Regions from separate parts of the Mus musculus genome. Here region 1 is linked to region 2. Evidence: chromatin contacts called from public Hi-C data. All regions are on one chromosome and are shown on one strand. Each heading gives the region's core, a stretch centred on a gene start, on an enhancer-like site or on the middle of the called end of the contact. The rest is flanking DNA. Distances are from core to core; before and after follow the strand shown. Region 1 has its middle 60 kb from the start of Gm23216. Region 2 has its middle 40 kb from the start of Col5a2.

Evidence for each region. A called contact is a pair of places that touch in the nucleus more often than the background predicts.
Region 1: a Hi-C map of uterus shows a contact between it and region 2, with 2.3 times the contacts expected there. The contact joins two enhancer-like sites. A contact is called at or near these places in 1 of 15 datasets of contacts at CTCF or cohesin (the NIH/3T3 cell line), 2 of 484 Hi-C or Micro-C datasets (nephron progenitors and uterus) and 2 of 115 datasets of contacts at active chromatin or transcription factors (embryonic fibroblasts and fibro-adipogenic progenitors).

What each region holds. Positions count from the first base shown.
Region 1 is chr1:45,622,306-45,628,621 of GRCm38.p6, reverse strand. No RefSeq gene overlaps it. Among named protein-coding and RNA genes, the nearest start is that of Gm23216, 60 kb to the left of the region's middle. Within about 2 kb of position 1,766, at least 57 of the 459 cell types and tissues checked have an H3K27ac peak or open chromatin away from gene starts, as enhancers often do. A contact at or near this core is called in the NIH/3T3 cell line, embryonic fibroblasts and uterus, where this site is marked.
Region 2 is chr1:45,540,082-45,546,139 of GRCm38.p6, reverse strand. No RefSeq gene overlaps it. Among named protein-coding and RNA genes, the nearest start is that of Col5a2, 40 kb to the right of the region's middle. Within about 2 kb of position 4,104, at least 45 of the 459 cell types and tissues checked have an H3K27ac peak or open chromatin away from gene starts, as enhancers often do. A contact at or near this core is called in the NIH/3T3 cell line, embryonic fibroblasts and uterus, where this site is marked.

The sequences.
Region 1 (6,316 bases), core at 517-3,016, 85 kb before region 2:
ATCCAGAGTCTTAATCATATCTGTACTCTGAATCAATAGGAGTGCATAGAAGTTGCTTACCAATTCTTGTAAAATATTTTTTGAGTTATATGAACTTTTCAGAGTTATATGAAACCAATATTAGGTCATTTAAAAGCTCTAAGTTCTGGTCTTCTCACAAAGTTGAATGTCATTTTATCACTGATTTCTCTTTTGGGCAAAACGCAGAAGTACTGAGGAACTTCTTCAGATGGTCCCTTTTGCTCTTTCTCTAGGCAGTCATCACTGGTAAACAAATAGACTACACAGTACTCTTTAATTATTTCACAATTTTATTTATGAGCACACATCACTCTTTACCTTCAGATGTTTTCAAGATCAAATGGAAGACAGTCAAGTTCACTCTTTGTTATGTGCAGAGAAAGACAAAAGCTGGAATTATCTGGAATAATTTGGTCATGTACTTCTGGTCATCAGTATGTTACCACATGCTGCACTGAAAGCACGGAAGGGAAGCACTCAGCCTCTTTCTGTATGTTCATGACTCATGTATCCAGGTCAAGTCCCGCTGGGCACTTGTCACTTCATAAACAGCAGGGGGCAACCTTTCCTTTCTGATCTTTCTCTCCACAAAGATGTTCTTGGATTTTGTTGAAGTTCCCAGAGTTCTCTTGGGGCATGTGATACCCAAAGTTGGAAATTATTAAATAGTTTGGATTCATAAAGGGTGAAATATATCCCTATGTTCACAGTCCTCAAAGTATTTGAGAAATTCTTAGGTGAGTAAGTTTAAAATCCAAATAGCAAAACTGAAGTTAGTGAATTTGTTGTTAATTTACAAAGCTGAAGGAAAATATTTTTTGAAATAAAGTGACCCAACAATCCCCACAATTTCAAACAGTTTGCAGTGAGATGAGTAAAAGATGCCAATTTGACAACTATGAAGGTCTAACAGAATGCTTTCTGCATTTCTGCAGGTTCTATACATGTATGACTGAACTTCAATGTGGATTGCTTGTATGTGTGTATATATCTATCCCATAATCTCCAGCATCAGATGTTTTTCTTTTCTTGTCTTTCTAGAGGGTTTGCAACTTCAGTGTATGAAAGTACCAGGATTTGTATGGTCTTCTTTGTACCATGTGTCCTTGTCAAATGAAGTTCACACTTGTCTAACTGGAGAAGATTGCTTAGAGAGTATAAGACATGTTTTCCCACGAAACAAATATAGGTATCTTGGTATTATCCTAACTTAATATCTGATAGGTAAACATTCTTTTAAAAGTTTATCTTGTCTGTGTTCATTTTTAGACATAATAGCTAATAATTCTTACAAAGAAAATTGTAAGTCTAAAACTATTTTGTGTTTTAGAATAATTTTTTTCTTTGCAAGAAATAAAACATTTCTAATATTTTAAATTTTAAACAATCTCTGTGTTTTATTTTTGAACTTGGAAGAAAATACAAAGTTACTTATAAGAAACATTTATTCACTTAAAGTAAGTTTTTGCAGACTGCATTTTACTGTTGAATGAGTGCCATAAAGCCTTCTAAAATCGCTGAATCCTGGAACTCTATCTGTGCTGTGGAGTATCTTGTTTGTGCCAGTATCTCACTGCTCTCAAAGGTCCTTTCCTGGCTGCAGTTTAGTATGACTACCTCCTGTTTTTCTCTCCAAGTGCCTCCCATGGAAATTCTTGAAAAATAAAGCAACGTTTCAACCCACACTTTAATGAGTGGACTGGAATCTCTATTCCATTAGCTATCTCAGAAGTGACTCATAGAATTGTCTAGCCTGTGCTTTCCTAACATTTTCCATCCACTCTAAGTTATTTCTTCATCTTTACTACTTGAGTGCTTTACATATTTGCCAGCTGAAGAACTGGAAATAAATGAGATCTATAGTTTCAAATTTGAATGTGTTGTTTGGGCTTTTAAAATGAAGCCCTGGTGATCTAGTATCTGGCAGAAATACCTTCAGAAAATTGGGCAGTTAGAATACAAGTTACTCAGCTACAATTTGCTTACTGTGAAGGCAAGCCCATGCAGTCTACTGTTTTCTTTTGTATCCATTCCTTTATTTGTTACCATTTGTTTCTGTGGAAGCACCTTTAGACACCCAAAGTATCTAGGTACTTCATTCAAAACAAGTACTGCCCTATCAGATAGGGTAGTGTCAGAAATACAAGACAAATGGGACATTACGATTGAGGAGGCTTCAAGTGTGTTCCCTGAGACAACGAAAGGAGGTGGAGCATACACTAATGAGCTGATCACTCGTTTACTTCATGGAGATTCTCACGTTCACATGAGAAATATGTGTAAATGCTATAGAGGACTGAGAAATTATTAAAAAAAAAGAAACAACTGATAAAAGTCATCTCCTTGTTGACACACATCTAAAATCTCTGCTCCCTTCACTTTAGCATTCCACTTTACCCGTAACCCAGAAGCTATGTCTCAGACACGTTCTTGATCAGCAGCAGAGTGCTTTGTGGGGAGACATGGAATAAATGACTCAGGATCTTGGCAGTTCCGCTGTGGCAGTTGTTGCGGTATGTGACCTCCTGAAAATCAGTTATTTCAGCTCAAGTTCAAGTTTTCTCTCTAAAAAAATTATAGTGTTTTCTGACTTGTCTATCACATGATATTTTTTGTTTTGAGCATCAAATGAAAGAGTATGGGAGTAGAGGGAAGCCCTATAGATGGTTCCGTTTGTCTTAGCTTTCTATTGAGGGACAGACTCTGAAATTACAAGCTGGAAAGAGTTTTTAAGGACTTTGTTAGGTAAAGTAGAGCTAACTTCCCCCCTCCCCCCAGGCTTTGGGGAATAGGACATTTGCGCATCGTGCAGCCTATCTAAGCAGACAGATGCTTACAATGATGAACAACAATTGACAGAAAAATACATTCCTTCTTAAATAAGACCATAGGAAGTTTGTGTTATCCTAGCATAACTTACCTTGCTCTTTAGGCTTTTAAGAGCTGACTATTGTTTGTTGCCTTAGAAACAAAAGGCTGGGGAATTAAACAAAGAGAATTAAAGGTCTTTACTGGTCCTACAAGTGATAACTTACTATGCTTTGAAAAAAACTCTACATGTCAAATTATATTTAATAAGATATTTGGGTAGAGAAAACTAGTAGCATGGAAAATATTGTTATATAAAAATATGTTTTGTAGTACTAGAATAATGATATTTTTGACTGAAGCAGGTAGTTTCTCACTATGTATTGAGCATTTTTTTCCAATTTTTTATTAGGTATTTTCTTCATTTACATTTCAAATGCTATCCCAAAAGTCCCCATATACCCTCCCCCCTCCTTCCGCTCCCCTACCCACCCACTCCCACTTCTTGGCCCTGGCATTCCCCTGTACTGGGACATATAAAGTTTGCAAGACCAAGGGGTCTCTCTTCCCAATGATGGCCGACTAGGCCATCTTCTGCTACAAATGCAGCTAGAGACATGAGCTCTGGAGGTAATGGTTAGGTCATATTGTTGTTCCACCTATAGGGTTGCAGACCCCTTTAGCTCCTTGAGTACTTTCTCTAGCTCCTCCATTGGGGGCCCTGAGCATTCTTAAGAGGATTTTTAAAATTTTGATATTCTATTAATAGAATTGTCTCAACATGTCATATTCATTTTAATTATATGGTATCAGAGCTTTGCTCTTAATATGAAAACCAAGGATGTCAGATACTCTTGAATAGATTATACTTTTCACACCTTAGTGGCATAGGAATTAAAATAGTTTCTTTTTGAATAAAAATATTTCAGGTCTATTTTTATTTTAATTGTACATATGTGTGTGCCTTTCTGTGTATGCTTGTGGGCGTCTGTGAGTCTGCACATGAATGCAGATGTTTGCAGAGGCCAGAAGCATCAAATCTTCCTAGAGCTGGAGCACAGTCAGTTGGGAGCCTCCTGACATGGGTGCTGGGAACTGAACTTGGGTTCTCTGCAAGAAGAGTGATTAAGACCATGCTCTTAATTAGTGATCCATCTCTCCAGCTGGGTTTGCCTCGTTATGTGTGTGTGTGTGTGTTTGTGTGGTGTTGTGTTATATGTGTGTGTGATACATAGATTTGAGTGTGCAGGTATGCATCTATGAGTAAATATAGATGCTAGAGCACAATGTTGGGTACCTTCTCTTATTCCTTGCATTGAGTGCCTTGAGAAAGGATTTCTCATTGAAAGTGAAGCACACCACTGCAGCTACAGTGAGCTCTTGGGATCCACTTGTTTCCACCTTCCCAAAGCTGCTGGGGTTATAGATATGCACAGACATAACTGTTTTTTTGTTTTGTTTTGTTTTTTGTTTTAGTTTTTGTTTTGTTTTTGTTTTTGTTTTTCATGGGCTCTGGGGATTTGAACTCTAGCCTCATGTTTTCAGGATAAATACTCTTAGCTAGTGAGCCATTTCTGGCCTTATATTAAAGACTTACACCATGATCACTATTCACATCAGAGTCTTGCTCACTGATTCTACTCAAGGACAGACACTGACAGAGTGTCTAGCCATCTCCTTAAACTTGACTCTTTCAAGGCAATAGAGAGGACCATCCTAGAATTAACATGTATCACTTTGTCTCATAATCCTGTAGACAGAATGAGTCACATTTCCTACATTCCCTTCTAAATAAATAAATAAATAAATAAAGCCAGAATGTGAACCTTACCACATACCTGTAACAAAAAGGAGTAGAACCAGAAGTATTTGGTTAATAACAACAATGAATAAAAATGAAGACAGAGTTCACAGAAATTAACTGGAGACCATTATATACCATCAGTCCTACAAAGACTGTGTAGAATCTAGGAAAATAAGAAACAGAAAATGAAGAAGATATATAATTAGGGATGCAGAAATAGGAAAGAAAAGGGGGTGAGGAAGAGGAATAGAAGGAGTGAACATTTTGAAAATGAATAATGTGCATGCATAGACTTGTCTTTACAAACTCCCTTGCATAATAACATTTAAAAATGAAAGGACAAAAATATTGCTATCATTTTCCTTGAGATCCTGTGTGAAATGATTTCTGCACAGTGTCTCATCTACATGAAACAATAAAACCAAGAAGTGATTTAAACTATTACCTCTCTTCTAAAACCAGAAAACCAGAAAACCAGATGGGAAAAATGAAGAGTCATCTAATGGAACAGATACAGTGGGAGTTAGACTCAGAGCTGTCTGATTGCAGAAGGAGCAGCTATAGAATCCAACCTTCAGATATCTACAATCATCAATGCTTGCATTAACAAGAAGGACATATTCTTGTGTTAAGCATGGCATGATTTCCTTCTTTTATTGATGGGAAGAGGACCCCAATGGAGAAAGCCATTACTAGCTGAGGAAGCAGAAGAGGTGCCCTGCGTTGCAAGCATCTTAATTCTGGTTCTGATTACTTAGACCAAGCAGAATTATTCTATGTAGCATGCAATTTTTGAACATTTTAAAAATTAATGGTGAATACAGTTCAGATTAGACAGCAACTCTAAATTCACACGGTATGTTTTGAAGTTTTTAGAGTTAGGCTATATTTTTAAATTAAAGTAAAATGACTACTCACAGAATTCTCGTGAGGACAACATGGAGAGTTTACTTTACTTCTTTTTGCCTGTGTTAAGGCGTTATAGTAATGTCTTTGTTACTGTTATATTGCTGTTAAAAGATACCCTGTCTAAGGCCACATATAAAAACCATTTAATTGGTGATTTGTGTCAGAGGGTTAGTCCATGATTACCACGTCCACAAGCGTGGTGGCAGGTAGTGAGGCATGGAACTGGAACAGGAGTTGAAACTGTACATCCTTCCCACAGGGTGGAAGCAGGGTAATATTAAATTATTAAGAAATGCTCCAAACCTACAGTTCTTGAGTGAAGGAGAGCTGAGAGTGGAAAGACACCAAAACTCACCCCCAGGCACAAACTTTCTTCAAGGCCACACCACTGAATCCTTCTTATACAGTTCACTAAGTGGAAACCAAACAGTCCAATAATGTATATGCCTATGGAGTTCATTGTTATTCAAATCACTTCATTTAGCACAGCAAATCTGTCACAATGCATGTACAAACACAAATCCACTGTTGTGAAGGAAACACCTTCACTTCCCTCAGATTCCGTTAGCTTTTCCTTGATATTTCTCTTTGTTCCAGGATCTCATCAGGGATATCACATAGCATATAACCAGCATGTCTCCTTTAGTTCCTCTCCATTGTGACATGGCTTTATGTACTTCCTTATTTTTCTTATAGTTTTGAAGATCAGTAATTAAGTGTCTTGTAGAATACTAAAGTTCCTTTTTGCTATATTTGTCTTATGTTCAGACTGGG
Region 2 (6,058 bases), core at 2,855-5,354:
TGTGACTGAGTAAATGGTCTAGTTTGGAGAAGGTTCAATGAGGTGCCGAGAAGAAGATGTATTTTTGTGTGTTTGGGTGAAGTGTTCTGTAGATATCTGTTAGATGTTCACTTGAATCATGCTGTTTGTTAGCTCAACTATTTCTTTGTTTTGTTTCTGTCTAGATGACCTGTCCATTGGTGAGGGTAGGGCATTAAAATCTCCTGATATTAATGTGTGGGGTTCAATGTGTGATTTAAGCATAGTTTCTTTTGTGGATGCTCTCATATTTGAGGGATAGATGTTCAGAATTCAGATGCTATCTTAGTGAATATTTTCTTTGATGAGTATGAAATGGCTTTCCTCATCTCTTTTGATTAATTTTGCCTGAGAGTCCATTTTTATAGATGTTAGAATGGCTACACCAGCTTGCTTCTTCAGTCCATTTGCTTGGAAAAACCTTTTTCTGGCCCTTCACCTTGAGATGCCTACCTTTGGTATTGATGTGTATTTCTTATATGTAGTGAAAGGATAGATTCTGTTCTTGCATCCATTCTGTTAGGCTGTGGGTTTTAAAAAAATTATTATTATTTTAAATTGGGGAATAAAGTTTATTGATTTTGAGAAATATTAATCACCAATGATGATTAATTATTTTATTTTGATATTGGTTTGTTTTGCTGGTGTGGAATTATTTATTTCCTGTTTTTTTTCTTGGGTGTAGTTAACTTCCTTGGGATTGAGTTTTTCTTCTAGTATATTCTGTATGGCTGTGTTTGTAGATAAATATTGTTCAAATTCGGTTTTGCCATGACATATCTTGTTTTCTCCATCTATGATAATTGAAAGTTTGTTGCACATAGTCGTCTGGCCTGACATCTGTGTTCTTTTAAATTTTACTAGACATCTATCCAGACCTTTCTGTCTCTGTTGAGAAATCTGGTATAATTCTAATAGGTCTGATTTTACATCTTACTTGGGGATTTTTCCTGGCTTCTTTTAATATTCTTTCTTTGTTCCACACATTTAGTGTTTTCATTATTATGTGACAGAGGGGGTTTCTTCTCTTTTTGCATCTATTTGGTGTTCTGAATGTTCCTTGTCTCTTTACAGGCACCTGTTCTGTTAGGTTAGGACACTTTTCTAAGTTTGCTGAAAATATTTTCTGGGCCTTTGGGCTGAGAACCTTCTATTCTTATCATTTTTTAGTTTATTTTTGTTTTGTTTTGTTTTGTTTTGTTTTGTTTTGTTTTGTTTTTTTCAATAGTGTACCAGATTTCCTTGATGTTTTATGTCAGGAACTTTTTGGATTTAATATATATATTTTTTAACTATGAATCTATTTATCTTCAATCCCTGATATACTTTCTTTCATCTTTTGTATTTTTTATTCTGTTGGTGATAATTGCATTTGTAGTTCTTGTTATTTATCTTGAGTTTCTATTTCCAGAATTCTCTCAGTTTGTGTTTTCTTTATTGCTTTTATCTCAATTTTCAGGTCTTGCACAGTTTTCTTCACCCATTTCCTCCCCTTCCTTGGCTACTTTTTAAAAAAGCATTCTTTAGGTGTCTATTTATTTTTTCCAATTTCTTTTTTTGATTTCTTAAAGGGATTTTCCAATTGTCCCTCTATAAGGACCTCCCTGATATTTATAATGTTGGCTTTAAAATTGTTTTCTTGTGATGCAGCTGCATTGGCATACTCAGGTCTTGCTGCCCTGGGGTATCTGGGCTCTGGCGATGCCATACTGCCCTGGCTGCTGTTGATTGCATTTCACACTGGCATTTAGGCATTTGTGTTAGGGATGGTTATAGGTCTCGGTACTGATTTCTGAGTTTGTCATTGTTAGATGGGTGTTTTATTCCGTGGTTTCTGTTTCCTCTTTGGTCTTCTTGGCATTGTGATCTGGGTTTCTGGTAGCCTGCTTGATATCTGAACCATTAGGGAGTGTCTTACCAGATTGTAGGCTTCATTTCTGGCAAAGTGCTTAGCCTTTGGGGCAGCAGGATCTCTCTGCTCTTCTGAGTGGTATGGCCTGTACCTGAGCAGTTGGAGTTTGTTGGCATTGGGAGCAGGTGCGCAGCTATGGGGCCATGGGTGAGGTGTGGGTCGGCGAGGTGGTAGAATGGGTCTTGTGGAATTGAGTCTAGGAAGTGGGGAGTTGGAAGAGTCTCACTCACCTGTACATCTGACTGGTTTGGCCTGCACCTAGGCAGCTGGTGATGGTTAGTTTTAACTGTTGACTTTACACAACCTAGAATCACTTGGAAAGACATTCTTAATGAGGAATTGTTTAAATTAGGTTGCTCTGTTGAATGTATACTAGTGAGGAATTTTCTTAATTGGGTTAATTGAGATGGGAAGATCCACTCAGAATGTGGGCAGTACCTTTTCATGGATTTTGGTTCTGGATTATATAAAAAAGGAGAAAATGAGCTGAGTGTTGAGTAAGCTTTACATATATATATATATATATACATATATATATATATATATATTGTTTTTGTTTTTAGTGATATATAAGAACCATTATTTGTTTAAATATATGAATTATAATCTTTTTGTCTACACATATAATAATAATAATTATAGCAATATTAATATAAAAGTGACTGGAGAAAGATTCAAGGAGGCAGGGACATTGGAAGATGGCCACGCACACAATAGTTGCAGGATGAGACGGGGACACTGCACACATAAACTGACATCAACTATGATGTGTGCCCAAGATTCACACAAGATGAAGCGTGCCAAAACTATGACATGGATTGGGGAGGGCCCCAGGAAGGCTCATCCATAGCTGAGGGGCTATGGTAATTGACAGCTGTGGAGAGAGAGGGTTTTCTTTGCTCTGATAGGCTACCCATGTCCCAATGGATTATACTACATTCATGAAAGACTCTGAGCACTGAGTGGGCTCTAATAAGTTTAGACTCTGAGCTCTGAGCACTGAGTGGACTCTAATAAGTTTAAAAAGAGGCCATAAAGTTATCATCAAAAAGTATAGGTGGGTAGATAAAGGAAGGGTTACAGAGGAAGTAGTGGAGATGGAGCTGATTAAAACACAACATATGAATACAACATTCGCAGCCTGTTTATGGAAGCCAAAGTTCAATAGGGTCAATAGTTTGAATATTAATGCATGTTTGATTTATGATATTTCCAAGGTTACAATAAATTTTCTTTATTTCAGATAGCAAATAAAAACCCATAACATATTCATGTATGAAAATAATAAAATAACAACAAAGAGAATTGATTTTTAACAATGTATCATCCTCAATTGAAAATAATTTGAAGTATTTAAAATTTTTAGTGAATGAGGGGAATGGAGAGATACCTCAGAGGTTAAGAGCACATACTATTCTTATAGAGGACTTGAGTTTAGTTCTCAGCACCATATTTGGTAGCTTACAAACATCTGTAACTCCAGTTCCAGAGGATTTGATGTTCTCTTCTAGCCTCTGAGAACACTCACAAACAGGTATGCACATACCCAGAAACATCCCCCCCCATACGTACACAACACTCCCCCCACACCCCACCCCACCACACACACACACACACACACACACACACACACACACACACATATTAAAAACCTACATTTAAAGAATTTCAGTAAATGAATTTATCTTTTCGGTGTCCTCTGTTTATTGTTGCTGAAGAATTTGGTAGGATTTCTTGATAATCTTTAATTAATATCTATGAAACAATAAGCAATGAAATCTTGGATACAACATGCTTTCTTAGTTAGAAATAAGAACTAGATTGTGTTTTTCCTATTTGAAATCTGTGTATGTATTTTCAGCCTGTTAAGCACACACTTACAACAGCCAAGAAGAGCCTCACTACTCATAAACTTTTGAGTCTCACATTGATTCACATACTTTAGAAAAGTAACTGTCTGAAGTCACCAAATAGGGACTCTTTTTCCAAATTAAGTTGCCTAATTATAAACTTCCCATTGCTAAGGGATGTAAAGGTCACCATTAACAGCCATGGTTTCAAACAGATCATGGACAAATCTGCTTGTGGACATTTGCCAAGAAATGGAGTGTTTGCAGACGGCTTGGCATAGACTCCTCTAAAGGAGCAAGCTCCACCCAACCCCTTTACTCTGCATTTTCTGACTGGCTTGCTACAGAGAAACAAGTATTTAGACACATTTAAACCATCAACAGAAGTTTAATCTGAGAAAATACATTATGAAGAACAGATGATTTTACAATACTGCTCATTTCACTTCACTGAACAAGACCTCAAATTCATCTTTTGAAAATAGAGATTCGTCTTCTCTTCCTCATGTCCTCTTGTCCTTAAAAGTAGAAGCACTGATGTCCATGTGATTTCGTGCAATATTCCTTGAGTAGCCATTTACTTTGAACTGCAGTTGTTAGTACCCACATTGCTGCAGTTCTGGCGAATCAGCTCACCATATTTGGATTTTTTTTTTGTCTTTGTTTTTTGTTGTTTGTTTGGTTGGTTGGTTGGTTGGTTTTCTCCTTTCAATGGCTTCCTCTGTCTGTTTTTTTTTTTTTTTTTTCGCAACAAATGTAAAATATTTTAATCAAGTGAAAACAGACGAAACACATGGAAATTCTGCTCAGTCAGGGATAAGTTTGCTGATGTCATTTCTCTTATGGTGGCCAAATAGTTCTAAGGAGAATAATCAATCTAGCAGACTTGAACTTTCAGTTAGAAACTAAATCATCTGTTCTAAGTTCTGTACATCTCCCCCTTTCTGCTCCCTCTGTTTCAACCCCTCCCCACAAGAAAGGGAGGAAAGGAAGAGGAATGTAAACCTCTGAAATAGTTTCATGCTTTCCTTGTGTGTCACACCACTCGCGTTTCTCTCCACCCCTTCTTTCTCATTCCACTGGTGAGTACACATGTTTTTTTTTTTTTTTCTGGGCTGTTATTCTTTATGAACAGAAAAAGAATGACACAGATTTATATTTGAAAAATCTGTTCACTTCAGCCTTGCTCTAAGTGCAGGCATTGCTTTCTGCTTTCATGGCTTCATCTCAGGGCTCTGAAATCTTTAGCTTCATGTAAGCCTGTACTTCATGTAAGTATTCGACTCAAATCCAGCTTTCAGCTGACATCATGCCTTAGATGTTTTCTAAATTTGAATTCAAAATAGACGAAGCTGAATTAGGGATTTGTATAAGGCATCCAAGCCTCATTATTATTATTATTTTCTACTGGCACGAAAAGCTTCACCAGTCACCAGGCATCAAAACTGAGTTTTTAAGGTGATTTTGGGTTCTCTTTCTTGTTGATTTCTTTTTGGTGAATTGTTGGCCACACTATTGTTAGTTCTAGATTAAAAGACCCCACTGCTGCACACATACCCAGATTTTCCTTGTATGTGTGTATGTGTGGTGTTGAAGACTGCACCCAGAACCATTTGTTTCATGCAGTGTATTGTTTCTGCTGTATATTTTGCTTTCATATATATGTGTGTGTGTGTATGTATATTTATATGTATATATATATATATATATATATATATATATATTTAAAACTTTTTATCAGTTCTTTGTGAATTTTACATCATGCTCCCCAGTCCTACTCATCATCTCCCTGTCTACTTGTATCAGTTCTTGCAACATTCCCCAGAAAATAAAATACACACACACACACACACACACACACACACACACATGCACACACGTGCGCATAGAAAACATGTTATCATGGAAGCTGTAGTATGTCACAGTGTGTCCCACAATATACGTCTCTGTCTACACATCTTCACTTGCAAATGGTCATTGCAATGAATCATTGAGGTCTCTGGCTTCTGTGATACTATCAATATTGGCTCTTCACTGGAACTCCTTCCAGTTTTCTTGTTGTGCCCTACGTCATGGAGGTCCTGCAGCTTTGGATCTGCAGGACTGGCTTTTTGATGTGCCCCAACATTTTACAGGTGATGTAGATTTTGGGGATGTGTCAACTCAAAGACCTAGGTCTGGGCCTGAGTAGTAGCTGAGTTGGTCGACAGTTCTGCTGTCCTTTATCCACATCATTAGGGCAAACTCTCCAGCACTTCTTGGATGAAACCATCCAATG